Regions from separate parts of the Mus musculus genome. Here region 2 is linked to region 1. Evidence: chromatin contacts called from public Hi-C data. All regions are on one chromosome and are shown on one strand. Each heading gives the region's core, a stretch centred on a gene start, on an enhancer-like site or on the middle of the called end of the contact. The rest is flanking DNA. Distances are from core to core; before and after follow the strand shown.

Evidence for each region. Hi-C and Micro-C count contacts between places; a contact is called where the count stands out from the background.
Region 2: a Hi-C map of the N1E-115 cell line shows a contact between it and region 1, with 2.2 times the contacts expected there. The contact joins two enhancer-like sites. A contact is called at or near these places in 3 of 484 Hi-C or Micro-C datasets (the N1E-115 cell line, embryonic stem cells and nephron progenitors).

What each region holds. Positions count from the first base shown.
Region 1 is chr11:52,877,260-52,882,673 of GRCm38.p6, forward strand. The region is part of intron 3 of Fstl4 (follistatin-like 4); the gene reads left to right. Among named protein-coding and RNA genes, the nearest start is that of Fstl4, 120 kb to the left of the region's middle. RefSeq lists an enhancer at 1-1,244. Within about 2 kb of position 2,937, at least 6 of the 459 cell types and tissues checked have an H3K27ac peak or open chromatin away from gene starts, as enhancers often do. A contact at or near this core is called in the N1E-115 cell line, where this site is marked.
Region 2 is chr11:53,133,644-53,139,057 of GRCm38.p6, forward strand. It overlaps Fstl4 (follistatin-like 4), which reads left to right. Exons shown (of 16, transcript NM_177059.3): 7 at 384-550. Among named protein-coding and RNA genes, the nearest start is that of Gm11186, 16 kb to the left of the region's middle. Within about 2 kb of position 2,833, at least 2 of the 459 cell types and tissues checked have an H3K27ac peak or open chromatin away from gene starts, as enhancers often do. A contact at or near this core is called in the N1E-115 cell line, where this site is marked.

The DNA of each region.
Region 1 (5,414 bases), core at 1,687-4,186:
AGAGTGGTTCAAAGTGGCCATCAAGATGGCTCCCTCTCCGAGGGAATAATGTAGAGAAGTCTGACATGATTTTCAAGATGTGAGCACTGCTCTGCCATTTAGTTATTCATTCAGTTAATGCCCTCTGTGTGGGCATTCTCCAGGTCCCAGTAGATACATCCCCATTTACTGAAGAAACATGCTGGTGTCCTGCCCATCTTGTCCCTCACCTACCCTAGGCTTCTGGAATCTTCTAAGCAGAACTTCAGTGAGCTTTATTCAATCTCCAGGAACTACGTGATGGAAGGAAAAACAGACTTCCACAAGTCTCTGGAATTTCACACTCACGAGTGTGTGGGCACACATTGATATGATATGATATGATATGATATATACCATGAGTATGTATGAACTTTTGTATATATGCATATGTGAGTTATTGGGCCCATGAATTATCTGAACTCATGGGGGAATCAGAAACCAGAGCTTCGCTCTCCTCCCCTTCTTGTCCACCAAATTGAGTTTCCAGTCTGCTCTGCTCAACCCTTGAAATCTTATCTGTGGCTTTGTTCTTTCCTCTAGGACTGAGCTGTCGGCCTTTCAGGGTGACAGGTTGATAGAATCAAGTCATCTGGGCTAGTCAGGAAGCTAATAATGGCTTCTGCAACTCTTCTGTGTCTTTACTTCAACCCTGGCTCAAGGTCACCTGCTGTCAGACAGTTTTTCACCTCTGGCTTCAGTAGATTCTGACTTGGCTGAATCTGTGGTTAGGGTCTACCTTAGGCCAAACTTTATAGCTGGGTCAGGGTATAAATCTGCTGAGTCATAAATCCCTGGATAATCAAATAGAGTCTCTCACACACACACACACACACACACACACACACACACACACACGCACACGCACGCACGCACGTATTTTATCAGCATTTTACCAAAGAGGTGAGTTTGAGTGATAGCCACAATGACTTCCCTTCTAATAAAGACTTCCTGAAACTAAAGGTCTTTCTCCAAGCACCAGGAAGAGACCCCACACCTGCTTGGGATTGGCAGGCGGCCCAGCTGCCCCGCTGTCTGGGATCTGGCAGTTGTCTCGCCTTAAATAAACCAATCTGAAAGATATATTCCCAAGCAAGTAAGATGGGTATGTTTGATGGGCATCGAGCAGAGATGTAGTTTATTGGATTTTATCTTGCAACTGATTTGTTTCTGCCAGACGTTGATATGCAGCCCCGATGCCGTGATTTCAGGCCCCGGGAGTATTAATGTTACAAACAACCTTCCGTTGCTCCGTCTGCTAGTAGGAGCCTTAATTTATCACAGAGATGGTAGAGTTGCTGTTTCTCATCTACTGGTAAAAAAAAAAAAAAAAAAAAGCCAGGCAGCTGTGGGCAATGTGTGTAGGGAATGTGTCCTCTCTTTTAAGAATTCATTCTTTGGAATAAGAGAGAAATTTATTCTAAAATATCTTCATCCCGAAGGAAATAAAAACCCTGCTTAATGGCAAAGGCTCTCCCTTGGGCTTTGATTAAGCAGATTTGCAAGGCTGGGCTTTCTGTACCTGTTGTTTGTCATTGGGGCCCAGTTAGACTCGGGGAAGAAAATCTTGTCTCAGGCACCTAATGTGACAGGTACCTTCTGGGACCCAGATGTCTGCCTGCAGGAACCTGCTGCCGCCACAGGTGTGCTGGGAGGACACATGTGTCCAGTGAGCGACCTGCTGGTCACTGTGGAATGAAGGCAGGACAGATTCGTCTGTTCCTTAGCCTCGATGTGATGCCTCACATAATACTCTTTTTTTTTCTGATTATAAAGACAAAACCCTTTCTTATAAAAAACTGAATTCATAACTTCATAGACAGAGGAAGACAGAACTAGTTGTGGGACAGTGAAGATGGCTTAGTGGATAAAAATGCTACCATGCAAGTGTGAGATCCTGAGTTTGAATCCCCAGAACCTATGAAAAAGCCAAGCACACAGCGTGAGCTTCTGTAATCCCCACACTTCTATGGGGAGATGGGAGGCAGAAACAGGTGCGTCCCTGAAAGTGCCTGAGCCAGCTGGCCTGGAGTGTGAGGCAGAAAACAAGGGGACCCTGTCTTAACCAGAGGGATGGCAAGTTCTGACACCTTGCTTGTCCTCTGACCTCCATACAAATGCTATGGCATGTAGTCCCATCCATACGTATGAATACACACACACACACACACACACACACACACACACCCTCTCCTCCCTCTTGTCTTTTCCTTGGTATCCCATCAACAAGACTTAGTGTTTGTTGCCGTTCTATCTGTCCCCGGCCTAGTCTAATAAACATTTATATTGTTTCCACAACTGAAATCTTTCTGTATATTTCCATCTGACTTCAGGTTTTGTACTTAATTCTATATTTCTTATGTGACCTCTGCAGAGAAAAGTCATCGTAGCACCACAACAAAGCAACAGCTTGGCTTACAGTGCCATGCCCTCTTTCAATCCAAGAGAAGGGGATCCCACTCAGTGGCTAAGGGCATTTGCTAGACTTGGTTTCCAGCTTCCACAGGCCAGTTCACAACTGCCTGTAACTCTGGTTTTAGAGGAGCTGATGCCCTCTTCTGATATCCATAGATGTTGTACACATATGATACACATGCATGCACTCAGGCACATACATAAACTATATATACATATATATGTACATATATATATATAATATATTTTTTTCAGAGAGGGGGTAGGCATTAAATTATTCTATAAATGAGTGATTATAATTGGGATAAGAGCTGTGAAGCAGATGAACAGGGGGTCCTGGGCACCCAATAGTCTTAGGAAATCAGAAAGATTCTTAGCTATTAATGCTCAGGGCTGAAAGCTGAGGCCTGGCTGACCAGGCAGAGCCCTGGAGAAGAGCAGCAGGGGAGTTGGCCAAGAGCTCAGGCAGGAGGAAGTGGAAAGGAAAAGCCAACCGCACAGGCAGGAGGAGGAAATATCTGAAACAAGGTAACACAGGAGATGTGGCAAGGACTGCATGAGTGGCTATGGTCTAGGATAGGGGGCTTCGAATGAGAGAATTGACAAGCAGGTTTCAATCATGGATATGGCTGGAAAGAGTAGGTGTGCAGTTCTGTGTGGTCATTCTATTGTACAGAATAGGGATAGATGAGTGGCTATGAGGAGCTGAGTCAGGAGGCCACCACTATAATCTAGATGACCCATTCTGGAGGATTGGGATAAGATAGATGGAGAACTGCCGGTCAGTATCTATGCTCTTCTGTGTTTGAGGAGCACGCTGTTGAACCCCAGTGCCTCACTGGCAATGGGGAAAGGAAAAGAAAAAGCCACACTGGAGCTGTGTCCTAGATTCCTACCGTTTGCCTTTGGACAGAAGCACCAGATGCTGAAATAGGGAGACATGGGAGGACCAGGTCTTCAGAGGCCAAGGGATGATGGGGGCTGAGTTGGATGTGGAGTTGGAGAGAAGATGTCTTGTCTTTGCAGACTGAAATGAAGCATGTATTCTGGGTGAAAGGTTGAGAGTTTGAGATCAGCAAGCAGACATCAGAAGAAGTAACAAGTGATTGAATCGGTCTGGGCTGAGGTGGTCTAGGGAGGCAGCACCTCTGTACTTTGGGAGGGGGAGGTAGGATGTGTCTTGGCTGCCCCTCCTCGTGTCTATCCATCCGGGCTCATCTGAAGTCAACTGTTGGTGACAGCTCTCGCCATTTAGCTTTGTGCTGCAGCCAGCACCTGCTGGCTCACGGGTGCTTACTGCCCCCCATCTTTGGGAATTTTCTGAGCCTGTTGTTTGCATGTGGCCATGCCAGGAGCCATTCACACATGGTCACTGGCAAGTGCTATGAATCGGGGCTTTGAAAATGACCTGTTCCTTTTCACAGATAACAGATTGTTAAATATTTACCCGCATGCTGTTGTCTGTGACCAACCTCTGTATTTGTTTCTGGTGTCGGGTGTGGTTTCCTTTCCCTGGGAACCGTGAGAGGCAGTTATCCGTGATCGTTTTGATTTATGTCTTGAAATTATCTGATTTGCTTTTAAATCATCAGCCCTTCAGGGTAAAGAGATCCTTGAGTCATGGACCTGTCTTCGTCTCAGCGTGGGCTCTCTGTGCCCTGCAGACAGATGACTACACACTTGGGGACCTAGCACAAACGTGGGCTCTTGAAGCTGCTCTAGTTTAATAAGTGTCTTGGCCAGTTCAGTGCTGTTCTTGGCTTAGGCATCCGTGGGCTCTTTCTCGAGGTTCAAGGGGCAAGCTCACCTCTGTGCCCTACTGCCGAGTGCTGACTGATTTCAGCCTCTCATGACAACAGGACTAAAGTCCCCAATTTTTTTGCTGGCTGATAGAGCTGCTATAGAGCTGCTATATTCCTTAACATCCCAATGTCTTCTGCCACATGCCCCGCAGAGATACTGATCTCTCTGTTCCTCTCTGCCCCTAGCTGGAGAAGGCCCCGAACAATTTCCTTGTCTGGTCCCGTACCTGCAGTAGTGTCCTGGGCCTGCCCTAAGCTTAGAGCATTGATGGCTACTTTTCCATAGTACTATAGGCTAAAGGCCAAAACTGAGTGTTCTCTCCAGAGCATCTGTCTAGGGGTCTTCCTCTTCTTCTTCCTCTCCCCAGGACGGAGTGTTTCTGGGTTGTGGCAACATCATTCCAGTGACTGCCTCTGTCTTGAATGCAGTTGTCCCTTTGTATTCTCTCTCCCTTTCTGAGCCCACATCTCCCACTGCTTACATGGGCCCACCCTGATGACATCACCTTCCCTAATGCTATGGTCAGAGCTTAACTTTCTCACAATGTCATCCCCTGTGGTAAAGGCATACAGTCATGTTTAGTTCTGATTACCAACTTGACACAGCCTGCAATCACACGGGAAGAGAGTCAAATAAAGGGTTGTCTAGATTAGACTGTCTATGGGCATATCTGCGGGGATGGTCCTGAGTGCCTTCATTGATATGGGAAGACCCAGCCTGAAAGTAGGCAGCATCGTTTCCTGGACCATATGAAGGGCATCGGATGAGCTGAGCGCTGAGCTTGCATGCATTCGTCCCTCCCTGCTCCTGACTATGGATGTGATGTCAGCAGCTGCCTCAAGCTCCCGCCACCTTGGTGTCCCTGCTATGACAGAATATAACCAAGAGCTGTGGGTAGAAATAGACCTTTCTCCCTTCAGTTGATTTTGTCAAGATAGTTTATCCCAGCAACAGAAAGTCCACCAGCCTGTGGTCTTAGTCAGGGCCCAGTGGGAGGAAGTTAGGATGTAGACTCCTTCCTCTTGTTGCTACCATGTCACCAAGAGGTAATGTATTTTTCTCTCTACTTCATTCTCCCTGGTCATGGACCCAGAGCAGTATGGCTACATGAGCAACGACTAAAACCTGTGACCAATAAACTCAAACAAACGCCTCTTCCTTATAAGTTGCTTATCTCA
Region 2 (5,414 bases), core at 1,583-4,082, 260 kb after region 1:
CCGTACCTAGCAGGTTCCAACTTCATTAAGCCAGAGCCCTCCAGGCAGCATATCCCACAACTGGCTGTGTGATTTCTCTGCTGGGTGTACCTTATGGGCCCTGGCAACCAGTGTTTTCAAGTCCACTCACGAACCTGTGGCCCAGATGTTCCAGGTTCCTGACTGGCTTTGACACATGGGACCTTTCTGATATTAGACATCATTATAACTGATCACCCAGTGAGGATGTCTATCAGTGTATTTAACTGTCACATTATAACCCATTTCTGGGGGACCCAAAGCTTCCTTTGGCCCTGCCCTTGAGTGAATCCATAACTGTTTACCTAGAGTTGGGATTTGACCTCTATGTCTGCCTCTGACCACTCTCTCCTGTCCCTCTACAGAGGTGATTCAGCTAAGCCTCGCCCCTGAGGACAAGGTCAGTGTGACTACCGTGACCGTGGGCCTGAGCACAGTGCTGACCTGTGCTATTCGTGGAGACCTGAGGCCACCAATCATCTGGAAACGCAACGGGCTCACTCTGAGCTTCCTAGGCCTGGAAGACATCAATGTAAGTCACCGAGTGCCCGAGTATGTCCTGGGGATGCCAACTTGTGGGGCACCATGTGGCAGTAGTGGCAGAGGGCTTTCTTTTATTAGGTCCATACTCAGCCTGACAGCTTTAGAGGATCCGAGTCCCTGAATGAAAAGGATGTGATGAATGACAGTTACCATCCTGATGATAGTCATGTCTAGTCACAGGGGATATTGACTGGGAGGCACATGGCCAGGGCAGGTGGCACCTGGCCCGGGCCCTGTTTTACCAAAGGCCCTAAGCCTGGTATCTGGAGAGGAATATTCTGTATGAGCATACTCTCATCCCTCACAGGGATGGGTCATAAGCTGCCAGAGAGCACAGCCAGGCAGAAGGCTTCAGAGCCAGAGAGAGATGTAGTTGCAAGGAGGGGACTCCCTCTCTCTACTAGATGGGCAGAAGGGTGGTCCCTATAGAAGGCAAAAGTGAGCAGGGTGACTGGCTGAAGGGAAGGTATGTGACAGATGAGGTGGGAGGTGACAAGTGAGGCCAGAGGAGGCTTGCTTTGAGGATCTTCTTCGTGGGGTAAGTACATGCAGATTCAAAGTCCTTCAAGCTACCTCTCTTCCCCAGACAGACATGTAGGTTATTCAGTCACGAGTAGCCCTGGCTTAGCATGGAACCAATCACAGTGTCCAAAGGCATTTACAAACTGATGCCAACTTCGAGAGCTTCTGTACATATAAACCCATACACCCAACATACACACACATGCACACATATGCACACATATACACATACCACACACAGGCACACAGAGACATACACACATCACTACATGACACACACAAAACCCATACAGCATGCACACATACACCACACACACAACACAACACAACACAACACAACACAGAACACACCATACATACTCACATACACATTCCTCATCAGAAGAGAGCAGGTGGGTGAGTTTACATAGCCTGATACTGGTGTGACCAATAGGAATACTTCTGCACCCTGAAGAGCCAGTGCTTTGTGATTTTGAGGAATCCCTGGGCCTGCTGATCCCTGGTAAATGTATCTCTAAGAAAGCAACCTGGGAAGCCCCTCCCTTCCACTGAACTTCAAGAAGGTGAACTTCAAGAAGATCTAATATATCAAATGGTCTAGCTTTGGCAGAGGGTTGATGTGGCGGCCCAGACATCAGCAATGCTACCCATGTTGGGGAGATGCTGGGGTAGCTGTGGGTCTTGGGCTAAAATAAGAGGAGTACAGTTTTCAAGCAGAGGAGACTGCCCTGGTCTTCTTGACTCAAGACAGAACAGTGGGTCCACAATAGGATGCTTGTGTCAGAAAAGGAAGACTCACGGGATGAATGGTCAGATCTATAAGGAAGTAGAATGGGGGTGGGGAAGAGAGGGACCTGACCTGAACCATGTGACCACAAAGGAGACTGATCTGAGCTCATGAGATGGTTTGCCATTGCTGCCATTGAGCCTGTCTCATGGCAGAGTAAGCCTCCTATCCCTGGGGACATGCAAACACAAGCAGAGACTGTGGTCAATGGTGCAGCCAGCCTCAAGATGTCAGCTAAACCCATGATCTGAAGATCCTTCAGTGCTGAGTCTATCATGGTGTAAGAGGTGCAGCCCAAAGAATAGGTGCCATTAGAGTGGAGAGTCAAGACTCTGGGCCCCTCTGGGTAGAACCTGCAGCTCATAGGAGAAACAGCTAGAAAAGGGTGACCACTCTGGAGTTTCTAAGCTGGCAGATCCGGCTAAGGAATGTCCTCAACCATCTTGTCACACAGGCAGGGTTATTTCCCTGAGGTTTCCCCTATGTGATGAGGACAGCCAGTATCCTCTCTCCTCCATCTCTGAGTGTCGGTGAAGCACTGCCCTGGTGGGTGCCTGGTAGACACTCAATGAGTAGAATCCTTGATCCCTTCATTCTCTGGATCCAAGATGGCGAGGCTTTGCCTGAGATCATAGCAAGAAAATTCAGTGTCTCGTGTGTGTGTGTGTGTGTGTGTTGGGTATGTGAGCTTGTGTATACAGCACCTCTCATAATTAGCATCCATTCACAAATGACTTTGGCCACTGTGACTGTCTCCTCCTCGCTAGGCCGGGGCCACTGGTGACTGAGTAACCTCCCGAGCATTGCTTGGTGCTCTATTTAAACACATCAGAAATAAAAGCAGAGGCAAACGCTCCTTAGTGCACTTGCCGTCAGTTAATTAAATTACTCAAACATGCCTCCAGCACCAACTCGATTGCATTTCTCCTTTTCAAATCAGGTTAGCAATTTGGATAATTGTGGGTGCAACCAGAGATTAATGGTCCCTCGTTACCTCCCCAGAAACACTTGCTCATGGTTGAGTAGGTAGCCTGCAAACAGGCGGCACCTGCTCCACGGGGGTCCTCACTACATGCAAGCGCACTCACACAATGCCCACGGTGGTTGCCTCCTCTACATCAGGGAGAGGGGAGCATCACCCGCTAATGAAGAACGTAGGCCGTGGGTTCGAAGGGACCTAGGTTTGAGTCTCAGCTTATCACTTAATTGAGTGACCTTGTAAAGGGCCCCTGACCTTTGTTAAGTCTCAATGTTCCTCATCTGTGATATGGAGCTAAATGAGAGATGGTACTTCCCTTATAGATTTACAGAGACGAGATGCATGGAATGTTCTCAGCAGAGACTACTCTATGAACATCATTATCACCTTCATTTTCATTATTCATTATTATTAATAATAACATTATTAATATTAAGTTGACCATGTGTGGAAAACACCCAGATCAGTACCTGATACCCAGAAGGGTTGGCAGCAGCCTCCCCCTCCCTCCCAGGAGAAGAAGGAGGGGAGGAACCAAAGTCAGGCCAAAGGGAGCAACAGCCAGATCCTTAGAAAGCCTGGGGCATTTATGAAACAAGAGTTGGCCAGGGGAGAACAGCCAGCGAGGACCAAAGACTCTAAGGTTCTCAGGGTTTTCTGAGCCTCTCAGCCATCTATCTCAGCATTCACTGCCCCCGCCCTGTGAGTGCTGAAATACAATCAACCGAGTTATGATTAATGCCTGGTACCCAACATGGCTTCCAACCAAGGGAGCGGATCAGCCTTCCAAACCCGAGGCAGGGAGATTAGAAGACACAAAAGGGTGTGGGGCTCCTTCCTTTGTCATTTGTATGAGACATCTTGATTGGCAAGAAAATATTAATCACTTTTCCACTATTCTCTTAATGAGACGCTTTCATGGGCAACAAAATATTAATTTGTCTTGTCTTATCTGTTAAGGATTCTGTTAATGAATTCAGTCACAGAGCTATTAGAGAATGCCATCCTAATGACACATGTAATTAAACTTTTCTGACTTGCAAACATCAAAGATGCCTTGCGCATCAGAATAATATTTGATCAGAAAGTCAATGCTCCTCTCTAGCCTGGAGGCGAGCGATGAGCCGCCTGTGTTCTGCAGAGAGCACCGCACCCTGCTTGCCAGTCATCATTTTAGCATTGATTTGCTTACAAAGTGCCAGTGAGCCGCAAAAGCCCCGTGCTGGGGCCCTGAGCAGAGCAAAGATGCTGTCCCCAGCACACTGGGAGGGTCAGGACTTCTATGAACACCTGTTGGAAGGGCTGCAGAAAGGAACGGCCCTGAATGGAGCTTCCTGCAACCAGGAAAAGCAAGAGAGAGCAGTAGAAAGGCCCCAGCTGTGGAGAGACCCCCACAAGGCCTGGAATGTTAATGTTAGCAGCCTTTGCTGTTTCCCCATAGACTCAGGGGAGCTACTGGGTTTTGGCCACAGAGTAATGTGACCAAATGCAGCCGTTTCACAGGACCAGAGACTTTCCAACCTAAACTTGAACGTGTCTCCAAGAAGAGTCCCAGGTAACCCAAGAAGGGACCCAGAACAAGCGGGAGGCCCATGGCTGATCTCGGGTCTTTCCTCCTCTCTAAGTTCACCCAGGACACATTCAGAGTGGCTACCGTGGTTCCTGCTCAAGGTTCTCCTCCATGTGGCTACGGCTCCATTGATAGGACTTTCACCTTGTCAGAAAGTCCCACCTGGACCCTTCAGGGCCTCTGCTGAAGTACTGCCCACACCAGTACCTCATATGCATATAGCTTCACCCCAAGCAGCTTATAAGAGCAGACAACCCCAAAAGAAGGCACGCCACACCCTGAAGAAGCAGCAGGGCTGAGTGCCAGCCACAGCAGCCCTTGCAAGAGGATCCCAGGTTACAATGTGCCTCCCTCTCGAAGAGGAAGTGATGGTTTCCACTCCAACCCAAGGTCCCTGGAGCCGATGACATTTGGCCTGCACTTGAGTTACTTCCAGACCACCTATTGGTTTCTTTACTGAAACAGCTATCTTTCTCCTGTGTCTCAGATCTGGCCCCGAGCTCCACTCACCTCAACCCTCGGGGACCTACGGCTACTGTCACTGACCCAGAAGCTGTCTTCTGCAGTCAGGCTGCCCCAGAGAGTGTGTTCACACTAACTGTCTGGGAGAGGAAGAAGAGGAGACCTTGATCCCCACACCCACTCCCACATCCACCCCCACCACCAGCCCATGCCATGATGCCCCCACAGGCTATCCCACTGTGAACATCAGAAGCCAGCAGCCAGAGCTTCCTATCTCTCTTCTATCCAAGTGACCCAGAAACTCTATGTCACTCATATAATGCCAGTAATAGGTGTCTCCCAGCAGCCAGAGCCCATGATAGCCCATGATAGTATTCATCCTGGAGGGAGTTACTCTGCCCAGACATAAGGATATCTTAGGAAACAGAAAGATGTCTACCATTTTAATGTCCTATTAGAAAGGGGGGAGGTTCTGCAGGGTCTGCCAATCCTGAGGGCCACACAGCTCAGTGATAAAAAAGCCACATTGGACT